2 separate regions of the Triticum aestivum genome follow, and region 1 is linked to region 2. A link is a contact called in public Hi-C data. All regions are on one chromosome and are shown on one strand. Each heading gives the region's core, a stretch centred on a gene start, on an enhancer-like site or on the middle of the called end of the contact. The rest is flanking DNA. Distances are from core to core; before and after follow the strand shown. Region 1 holds the start of LOC123162842 (F-box protein At-B). Region 2 holds the start of LOC123156316 (probable amino-acid acetyltransferase NAGS2, chloroplastic).

The links. A called contact is a pair of places that touch in the nucleus more often than the background predicts.
Region 1: a contact with region 2 is called in a Hi-C map of leaf, with 7 times the contacts expected there. The contact joins the promoter of LOC123162842 here to the promoter of LOC123156316 in region 2. A contact is called at or near these places in 3 of 5 Hi-C or Micro-C datasets (all in leaf) and 1 of 1 datasets of contacts at active chromatin or transcription factors (leaf).

What each region holds. Positions count from the first base shown.
Region 1 is chr7B:182,339,972-182,344,915 of IWGSC CS RefSeq v2.1, reverse strand. It overlaps LOC123162842 (F-box protein At-B), which reads right to left and starts at 3,046. Exons shown (of 4, transcript XM_044580597.1): 1 at 2,764-3,046; 2 at 2,469-2,674; 3 at 1,103-1,202; 4 at 1-840. The coding sequence starts at 2,982.
Region 2 is chr7B:181,954,004-181,958,629 of IWGSC CS RefSeq v2.1, reverse strand. LOC123156316 (probable amino-acid acetyltransferase NAGS2, chloroplastic) reads left to right here and starts at 3,077. Exons shown (of 10, transcript XM_044574455.1): 1 at 3,077-3,586; 2 at 4,602-4,626. The coding sequence starts at 3,221.

The DNA.
Region 1 (4,944 bases), core at 1,797-4,296, 390 kb before region 2:
TAAGGAAGATATTGGGCAGCTCCCGTTACCGAGTGCTGACAAACCTGCATCGGTAATGTCAGCTCCTGCAAGGTCCAATAGAGTTAACTTGGAAAGCTGCGAGATGGAGGACAGGCCAGAGTCTGCAATGCTCCTGCAACCTGACAGATCAAGAACCTCCAAGTTGGTGCAGGATGACAGAGATATTGCTGTCTCACTGGTTAAGAGACCGCAGGACAGCAACCTCACTTCTGTGATCTTTGTTGCTGCCTCGTCAAGATCGAGGCACGTCAAGTCTGACAAACATGAGGCAGTACTGACCTCGAATTTCCTCAGGTCCTTGCAAGAGTGGAGAAGGGCTGCATATCCAGCATCTCTCACTTTAGAAAACCCACCAAGCCTAATGGTTTGGAGTTGCTTGCATCCTTCAGCAAGCATCAGTAGCCCAAAGTCGTTTACCCTTCTGAAGGTGGAAGAACAACCCTGCTTACTGCGTGTAAGAGATAAATGTGTCAAATTCTGGCATAAGCCAAGTGCTTGCAGCCCAATATTGGTCAGATCATTGTCCAGATCTGCTTCACTTCCAGGGTTGTCTTCTAGGCAGAGCTCAAGTAAGTTTGAGAGACTTCTAGTGATGAAGGTAACAAGTTCATCTGTTATTATGTCCAGAACTAAAGACAGTGATTCTAGACTGTCACTGAAGGGTGTCTTCAGAGATGCGCTTATGGGGAAGAGTTTCTTTGCTTGCCAATTGGCCACAGGCATTAGCAATAGTACCTTGATGGTACTAGGCATAATAGGCACCAAAGAATCAAAATCAACAGAGCCTGGAGCTAGGAGAGGAAATTTCAGCGACAGATTCTGCATTGATAGATTTGAAAAGACAGATTAGGCACAGGCACACAGCAGCCAAATGAACTTATTCCAATAGCTAATTACTCAAAATCCATGGCTAATATTACTTAAACTTTTATATATATGCTTTAGTACTCAAAGGTTGTTTTCTACTTAAACTGTACTCAAAAGATGCTAATCTAAAAACTATTCAAACATGCAATGTCGTTATTTCCATCTTTCTAAGTTAAGAAGGGTATCGTGTTCATATGTGACAAAGACACCTCACCTCCAAGTAATCACATCCTTTGAACATATGTGCTATGGACTTACGGCAGATCACAAAATGTTCACTGCCATTCAAGTTTGCCATCTCCAGTGTAATTGATCTGAATATAAATACAATATGCTCAGACTTCCCACAATTTGGGTCAAGATGAAAACAAATCATTTTTTAGAGAACAGAAACATAACCAATCACTATGCCAGGTACAAATCAAATTTTCCCAATGCCCATCCCACCTGGACAACAATAAACCTTACAATGCAATAATACTAGGCAACAGTTCATAGCGCCTAATCCAATTTCTCAAGAAATATACTGTTATGAAATTAGCCTCCATGGCTTAGTGCCAATGCTAACTTCCACAACTAATACCATGGCCGCTTGGTTCCACTAGTCACAGTACCAGCTCATGCAGCGTAGATATATGTAGGCCGATATATCAGTTTTGGGGCTGTACCGATATAAACATAATATATCATTTTGTAAATATCATTTTCACATATCATCCGATGTGGACCGAAATATCGACCAATATGGCCGATATCTGACCCGATATGCCCATTGATATAGACCGGTGCGTCAATGAACACAATTATTTATCACAAATCAGTGATTTTTTAATGTATTTACAACTTCATCGTATTATCAAAGTCATGTGTAATGTTTGTAGAAACACATATGTAAGGTATTGTTTTTAATCTTAGAGTGAGGATTTTGTGAATATGTCTTAAATAGTTTCTTAATTAACAAGTTCATAAACTAGGAATCTAAATTTATTATGCTATTCCCTCAGTCCCATAATATAAGAGCGTTTTTTACACTACACTAGTGTCAATAGTGTCAAAAACGCTCTTACATTATGGGACGGAGGAAGTAGATCATTAACACCATACATTTTGTTTTCTTTGAACAGGGATATTCAAAAAATTCCAGATATATTTTCTTCAATATATCTACGTATCATCTGATATCCAACATCCAATATGTTCAAGCCAAACCGATATACAAACCCAATATATGATATGTTGAACCTTGATTGACAGCGAGGTTCAGCCAAAACCTACATCCCCCATGGGATCCCCTGATGCTATTTGATATCCCGACAAACTCGACACCCACGAGAGACTCTGGTCAGACCGCCTGAAATGGCAAGCCAGACCACTCCCTCCGTGCAGCGCACAGAGTCCATCTTGATTCTCTCGGTTACACACAACAGTGCAACACTGCCCCTTGTACTTGTTGAGGCCCTGGCTACTACGTGTTCGACTCAATATACGTTTTTTTAAACCATATCAGCTAATACTACCACAAGTCCAACTGTAATCTAACCCATAGCATAAGCAAACAAGAAATTGCTGAAGATGCATACCTCAAATTGGTGCACCTCTCACCAATCACCACAAAGAGGTACGGGGAGAAGGACGAGCACTTGAGCAGCGAGAGCTCGCGGAGGCTCTCCTTCGCAATAGCAGCGACAGCGGAGTCGTTGAGTAGGCTGCAATTGACGGCGAGGCTGCGGAGCCTGCCATTACCGGCAAGAATCCTATTCGCGATAGCATTCGTCGGCGTAAACGCCTGCAACAGCGACCAAACCCCAGATTAAAGGGAGACCATCTCTGGCGGGAGGCGGGGAGCGCGAGAGGGGAAGAAGCGACGAGGCTCACCAAGAGGTCTAGGGATGCGACGGAGGATAAGGCGGCGCCGGCGGCGCCTCGGAGGGCGCGGCAGGATGCTGCGGCGGAGCAGGCGGCCTCTAGCCCCACCCGGCCAACAACCTCCACCAGGAGCGCTTCGGGGAGGATGTCGACCAGGCCTCCTCTGACGCTGCCGGAGGCCTCGCCGCCGCCCTGGCCGTCGCCGGCGGCGCGGGGCTTCTTCTCCATGGCTCCTTGCTTTCAGACCTAGAGTCAGATGCGCGGAGACCGTCCCTGGATATACCACCACGGCTCGCGGGCCCTCTCTGTGTGGGTATGACATGTAGGCCCTCTGCCGTCGTTCTATTTGGTTTTAATCTGCTACTGTTCTAAATGAGGAAATAAACCAATAAACCGGACCTGCTGTTCTTTCTTGGAAGAAAAAGGTTAGCGCTAGGTATCTGAAAATTTCAAAACTGGTAGCTGCTCAATACGTTGCAAAATGCACGATGTTATGGGCATCGACATGTTTTTTAGCATGCAAATATTAAGTATACACATATCCACGGGAAAAAAACGGAGTTACTAAATCTCATCTAAATGAGATTTAACAATGTCTCATCTAACTTGTGGTTCGTTCAATTTATTGTTGTAGTCTCCGCGTAAACTTGATCCCACTTTGATTTTTTGTCCAACGGTCGCGTTTCCCGTTTGAGTCTGGTTGCCGGCCCGTTCGAGTCAGCCATACTTTTTTTGTTAGGTCCATTTTTTTAACCTTTGTTTGTTGTGTTGCTGGCCGTTTTCACGACCTTTTTGTCGTTTGGTATTGGCCTGTGAAAATGCAACTAATCCTCGAGTGGTTTTGGTAATTCATAACAATATATAGTTTATTGAACTAATATTCTTTTAAGATAAATATTTTAGGAAGTTCAATGAATGGCATGGCATATACTAGGAATGTGGGCCTCTCAAAATGCTAAGGACACATATTGACAACAGCTCAAGACTCTTCATTTTACTTTTAGTGATCAAAGATCACATTGAGTCCATAGGAAAGCCAATACTATTAAAAGGGGATGAGGTGTTGCTTAATGGGTTGCTTACTCAAATGCTTAGTGATATTGCTCCAAAGCCCTCAACCACTTTCTCATTCCAAATATGTCTAAAACCTAAAAGTCAAACTCGGCCCCATCGATTCTTTCCATCTGGTGCCACCGAGTTCATGTGACATAGCCAGTGCCAGAAACCCTAACAGTTCGGTCACACCGATACAGATCTCGGTTTCACCGAGATGGCCTTGCAACCTCTCTGTTGCCTGTTGTACTTATTTCGGTCTCACCAAAATGTGCAATCGGTCCCACCGAGTTTGCTTGACATCTTCTATGTTGCCTTATTGCTGCACTTCGGTCTCACCGAGTTGATGCAATCGGCGCCACCGAGTTGATGTTTGCCCTAAGCCCTAGCACATCGGTCACATCGAGTTGTTCCAGTCGGTCTCATCAAGATTCCTAACGTTCACATTTTGAACTAAATCAGTCTCACCGAGTTCATCTATTCGGTCTGACCGAGTTGGATCAAATGTGTGTAACAGTTGGATTTTGTGTGGAGGCTATATATACCCCTCCACCCCATCTCCATTTGTGAGAGAGCCATCAGAACGTGCCTACACTTCCAACATACATTTTCTGAAAGAGAACCACATACTCATATGTTGAGATCAAGATATACCAATCCTACCACAAGAATCTTGATTCCTAGCCTTCCCCAAGTTGTTTTCCACTCGGATCATCTTTCCACCATATCCAAATTTGTGTGTGAGAGAGAGTTGAGTGTTGTGAAGACTATCATTTCAAGCACAAGAGCAAGGAGTTCATCATCAACACAACATCTATTATCTTTTGGAGAGTGGTGTCTCCTAGATTGGTTAGGTGTCGCATGGGAGCCTCCGTCAAGTTGTGGAGTTGAACTAAGAAGTTTGTAAGGGCAAGGAGATCGCCGACTTCATGAAGATCTACCCGAGTGAGGCAAGTCCTTCATGGGCGATGGCCATGGTGGGATAGACAAGGTTGCTTATTCGTGGACCCTTCATGGGCGGAGCCTTTCTTGGACTGCGCAACCGTTACCCTGGTTGAAGTATCCATCAACGTGGACGTACGATAGCACCACCTACCGGAACCACGCCAAAAATCTCTGTGTCTACATTGCATTTGC
Region 2 (4,626 bases), core at 1,828-4,327:
AAGCATCTCAAATTATCAACAAGGGGGAACTCATTTGTCAAGCCAAGGACTTCGGATCCTAAGTTGAAGATGTCATCCTCGGCGTAGAAGAGCAGTTCGGAGGCTACTGACGGTGTCCTGAACTAGGGAGTATCAACCTACTTAGTCCATAGTCCTTGGGTTGGGCCCGCAAGCCCTCATTCTCATTCAGATGGACTCCGAAAGCTACACGCCTAGACGTATCCAAGACTACATCTGCCAAAGGCTTGACGTATACTCCAAGTCATCTCCTATCGCCCCCTGGATACCGACCATGTAACTCTAGATGCCCTACCTGGCCCTAGTGTCAGAATAGAACTTACGATCTCGAGGTAGATCAAGCTTGTACTTGATAAATCATCATCAATATAAACAAGAGCATGACATAGGTTTGTACCTCCATAGAGAGGGTCCAAACCTGGGTAAACATCGTCTCCTTCGTTCCTGTTAGCACCGATTCGAGATCCACAGCTTGGGACCCCCTACCCCGTGGTCTGCCAGTTTTGACACCGACAAGGGGGGTGAGGTGATAATACATAAATCGTTCTTTTACACAAGTGATTCAACATATTTTTGTCGGTACCCACGTTTATTAGGTTATCAAGGGTTAAGGCACTATAGGAAACTTTGTAGGTATTCAACATCTTTTTTGTAGGTAAATGTTTTTGCATGTTCTTTAGCAGGAACTTTCCACACAACCTTCTTATTGAAGTTTTTTTGTTAGTTTGTGCAAGGGAAGTAGAGGATAATATGCCCATTTTTTCAGCAAAACACACACATTTTGGAAAAACAATTGGCTGAAAATCCTGGCGATATAGTTTATGCTTTTTCTTGCGGAATCATGGCGCACCCTTTTTGTATTTTAGAGCATAAAACTTTTAGTAATCTTTTTTTGCAGTGTAAATCTTGATTTGTTTGAGCATGTTCACTGTTTCTGAATTGCAAATTGTGTCAAATGAACACTCGCCCTTTCCCCACACCCCTCATAATGCGCTACCGAGGGGAAAAAGGCGGGCATAGACAAAATGCATCCAAGGCAACCATTACCTTTAATTTTTTTCTCACCTCAATATAAAGTCTAGCAGCCCAGACCGACACTATGTAGCCGCGTAGAATTGATCCCAAGGACATTAAAGCTTCACACAACCAACACGTCAAATGTGTCCACCATGTGGAACAAATGATATCACAAGACAAATACCAAAATATTCCGCAACAGCAACATACATATACAATAATTAATTCAAGAAGGGTCTTTCAATCAAGATCCAACTAATACAACAAAACTGAATAAACCTTAGACATGCAAGAATACAGATTGCCTTAAGAAGGCAAAAACAAAAGCAAGCCCCGGCCATATCCCTGCTCAAACTGTTGTCCGTATGATGACCAGTTAATGTCGTCCATCACCGTACCTATACGTTTTTGTTAAAGCAAGGTGAGTACATTGTGTACTCCATAAGTGTTGTTACACTGAATGACCGACGCTAATAAGCAATAGGTTTAAAAGGGATATGTAGTGGAGCGGCTAGAAGCACCTATGCGACATGACATCGTCTATTAGAGACAAGGATAGAGAGTGTATACGAACCATCCAGAACAAAACATGCGTAACATAACCTCACTGGTTGTGCCCATGCTGAGTGTTATCCTTCCTCGTAAAATCACATAGCCTTGCACTCCCCTTCGTATACCACCCACGAAGAAGAATCCCCGAGGCTTTTATTTGGCAAGTTTTATTATTAAATGTTGAAGTTGCACAAGCTCTATTACTAATAATATTAACAATTGAAGTTGTTCTATGATCCAATAGGCCAATTCAAGTCATCCATAATCACGAACACAACTATTCAAATAGGTTTAACACTGCAGGGGTGCACCAATACGCCCATTACAACCTCCATACACACGCTCATCAAACCCAACTGTTGACCAATTATATGCATGAACCGAAAGATCCGAAATGACACAACGCACCCCTAGCTACATCCAAGACCAGAAAACCACCAAATGGGTTGACACCCGAATTGAAGTTCGGCCGTAGCTTTGAGTTAGACCCAAACTTCTCTACCATGCTCCGAGGTGGCCGATACCTGAGTCCTAGGTCAACCCCTCACAGCTCCATGGGTTTGGACAACTGGATTTGACTAAAAATATATAAAGGATATGCTACACAAAGTATATTATTGGATTTATATTTGATAAAGATTTTCTATGATACTCCCTCTGTTCAGTTTTATAAGTCATTCCAGACAAGTGAAATTGAGCTGTTTTACACAGTGTCTGAAATATTTACAAAGCCTTATAAAAATGAACAGAGGGAGTATAATTTTTGTGACATTTATATTTATTAGTTAAATTCGTTATCAAATTTTGACTCAAAAAAGAGGCCTAATAAATTCGGGCGGAGGGCGTACTGGCTTGTGGCTCCGGAAAAATTATGCAGTTTCTATCCCTACAGCTGATGCGTCCGTGGATAGGCACGAGGGTCGGATCATACAAAAACTTCTAAAAGAGGGTCACATGGTCCTAAAATAAGATGAAAATAGTGATTTTTGGCCCGGCCTTCAGCTACAATGACCGAACGAGGGCTAGGGAGAAAAGCGGTGCAGCGCACAAACGTTTTTTCGAGGGTACGCCACGAAAGTTGATTTTTTCGGGTGCACGTTTTTTCGAGAAAAGCCGTGTGCCGTGCAGTGCACAAACGTGAAAGAAGTCAATTTGTCACGGTGACATGACCTGACCGACCGCAAGCGTCGGGAAACTCGTATAATCGTATTCGTGGCCGCAGGATAATATAGTGAGTGACTGCTTCTTCGGATTGGCCCTTGCACGCGCGCAGAAGCCGCGCGTCTCTCACCTACCGCGCGCATGGGCATTGGCATTGGCTGACGCCGCCCCCGAGCCGAGACCAACCTCCACCAGACGCGAACGCCGCCGGCGCGGACCGTCGGATCACAGTCACCACCACGGAAGCAAACAAGAAGGCCCAAGCGTCAGTCAACACGGCTCGCGTATACGTATATCCCACTCCCCCACTTATTCTGAGCAAAACCCAAACCCAAACCCAGGCCCAAACCCCGTCTCCGCGCGCCACATCGCTCGCCGATCGCCGCTTCCAACTCTCTCTCTCTCTCTCTACATTTCGTCTCGCCGCGTACGGCCTGAGCGCCACGCCACGCCAAAGCAGACCGCCGCCCTCATGTACCAGTCCCCGCTGAATCTCGCCTGCACCCCTCCGATGGCTGCGGCGGCGTCCCTCGCGCGCGCCGCCGGCGAGCCCTCCCGGGCGCCGGCGGGGTCGACGCGGCCGCGGCCTGGGAGTGTCGCGATGCGCGCCCCTGAGTCGTGGCGCCGGCGTGCAACGGGCGTGCGGTGCGGCGGTGGAGCAGGGTTATTCGGTGATGGGGCTTTAGGTGGTGGGGAGGCGGGGGCGGACGAAGGGGGCAGGTTCGTCGGGTGGTTCCGGGAGGCCTGGCCGTACATCCGGGGCCACCGGGGGAGCACCTTCGTCGTCGTCATCTCCGGTGAGGTCGTCGCCGGGCCCCACCTCGACGGCATTCTGCAGGTACCCGTCGCTCTCCCCCCGAATGGTCCCCCGCCCGCTTTCGCGGAAATGGATGATTCGCATTTCGGTGCTGTGGGTTGACACTTGACAGCGATTCTGCACGCCTGTTCGCCGTTTTTATTGCTTGTTTTCGGTTTTGCCTCAAACGCCATTTTGATGGGATCGTTCAACAAGAGGGGGATTTTCGCAGATTTGTTCCGAATTCAGCATGCACATGCCGAGTTAGGAATTCTTAAGAGGTCGGACCGTGGATCGCATAATCTTGCTGGACATATTTGAAGAGAGTGAACTTGGGGCCATCTCCGCGGCCTTGATTTTGCTATGTCATTGTTCGAGCTGGACAGCACAGTTGCTTTCTTATAATAATTCTGCTGCAAAGAAGAGAGCAACGTCAAGAGAGAAACCGACGGCTGGTTGCGATATGAGTGGTCAAGCTAGTTTGATCTAAGTTCAAACCAGCTCTGCCTCCTTCACTGATTTGTTGGAGAAGATAATAAGTAAATTAACAGCTGCACCTGCACGTGTACTTCGTGTTACTTTCAATGTGCCTAACAGTCATTGTCATCAAAACATTTCTGTTGAATATTGTTGTTAACAATATCTTGGAAGGTGCGGACCCCAGAAAGAAAATGACCCAGTGTCCCGGTGTAAAACCACACATATTTTCCATCTCATGATGGGGTGGTGTCACTGTACATGAAAATTACCAAGAAATAAATCTTGCACCCGGGTAGCTGAGCCTGGGTTTGGATAGGTTGGCCTGCTCCTCCTTCTAAAACAAGATTTATAAATAATAAAGATTTGCTGAGGTGTTACCTTTCATGAACCCTGGTCCATGACATTACCATAATGGCTTAGTCAGTGTTCAATTGCTGAAATGACAGTTCACTAAAGGTGTAGATCTGTGTTAAGTTAAAGAGCGTAGTTTTGTTGAAATTTTCTTTAAAATGTATTTTTATATACTTTTGACAACTTATGTGTAGTTCCACAATATTCACATTAATTCGACATGCAGGATATATCGCTTCTACATGGTCTTG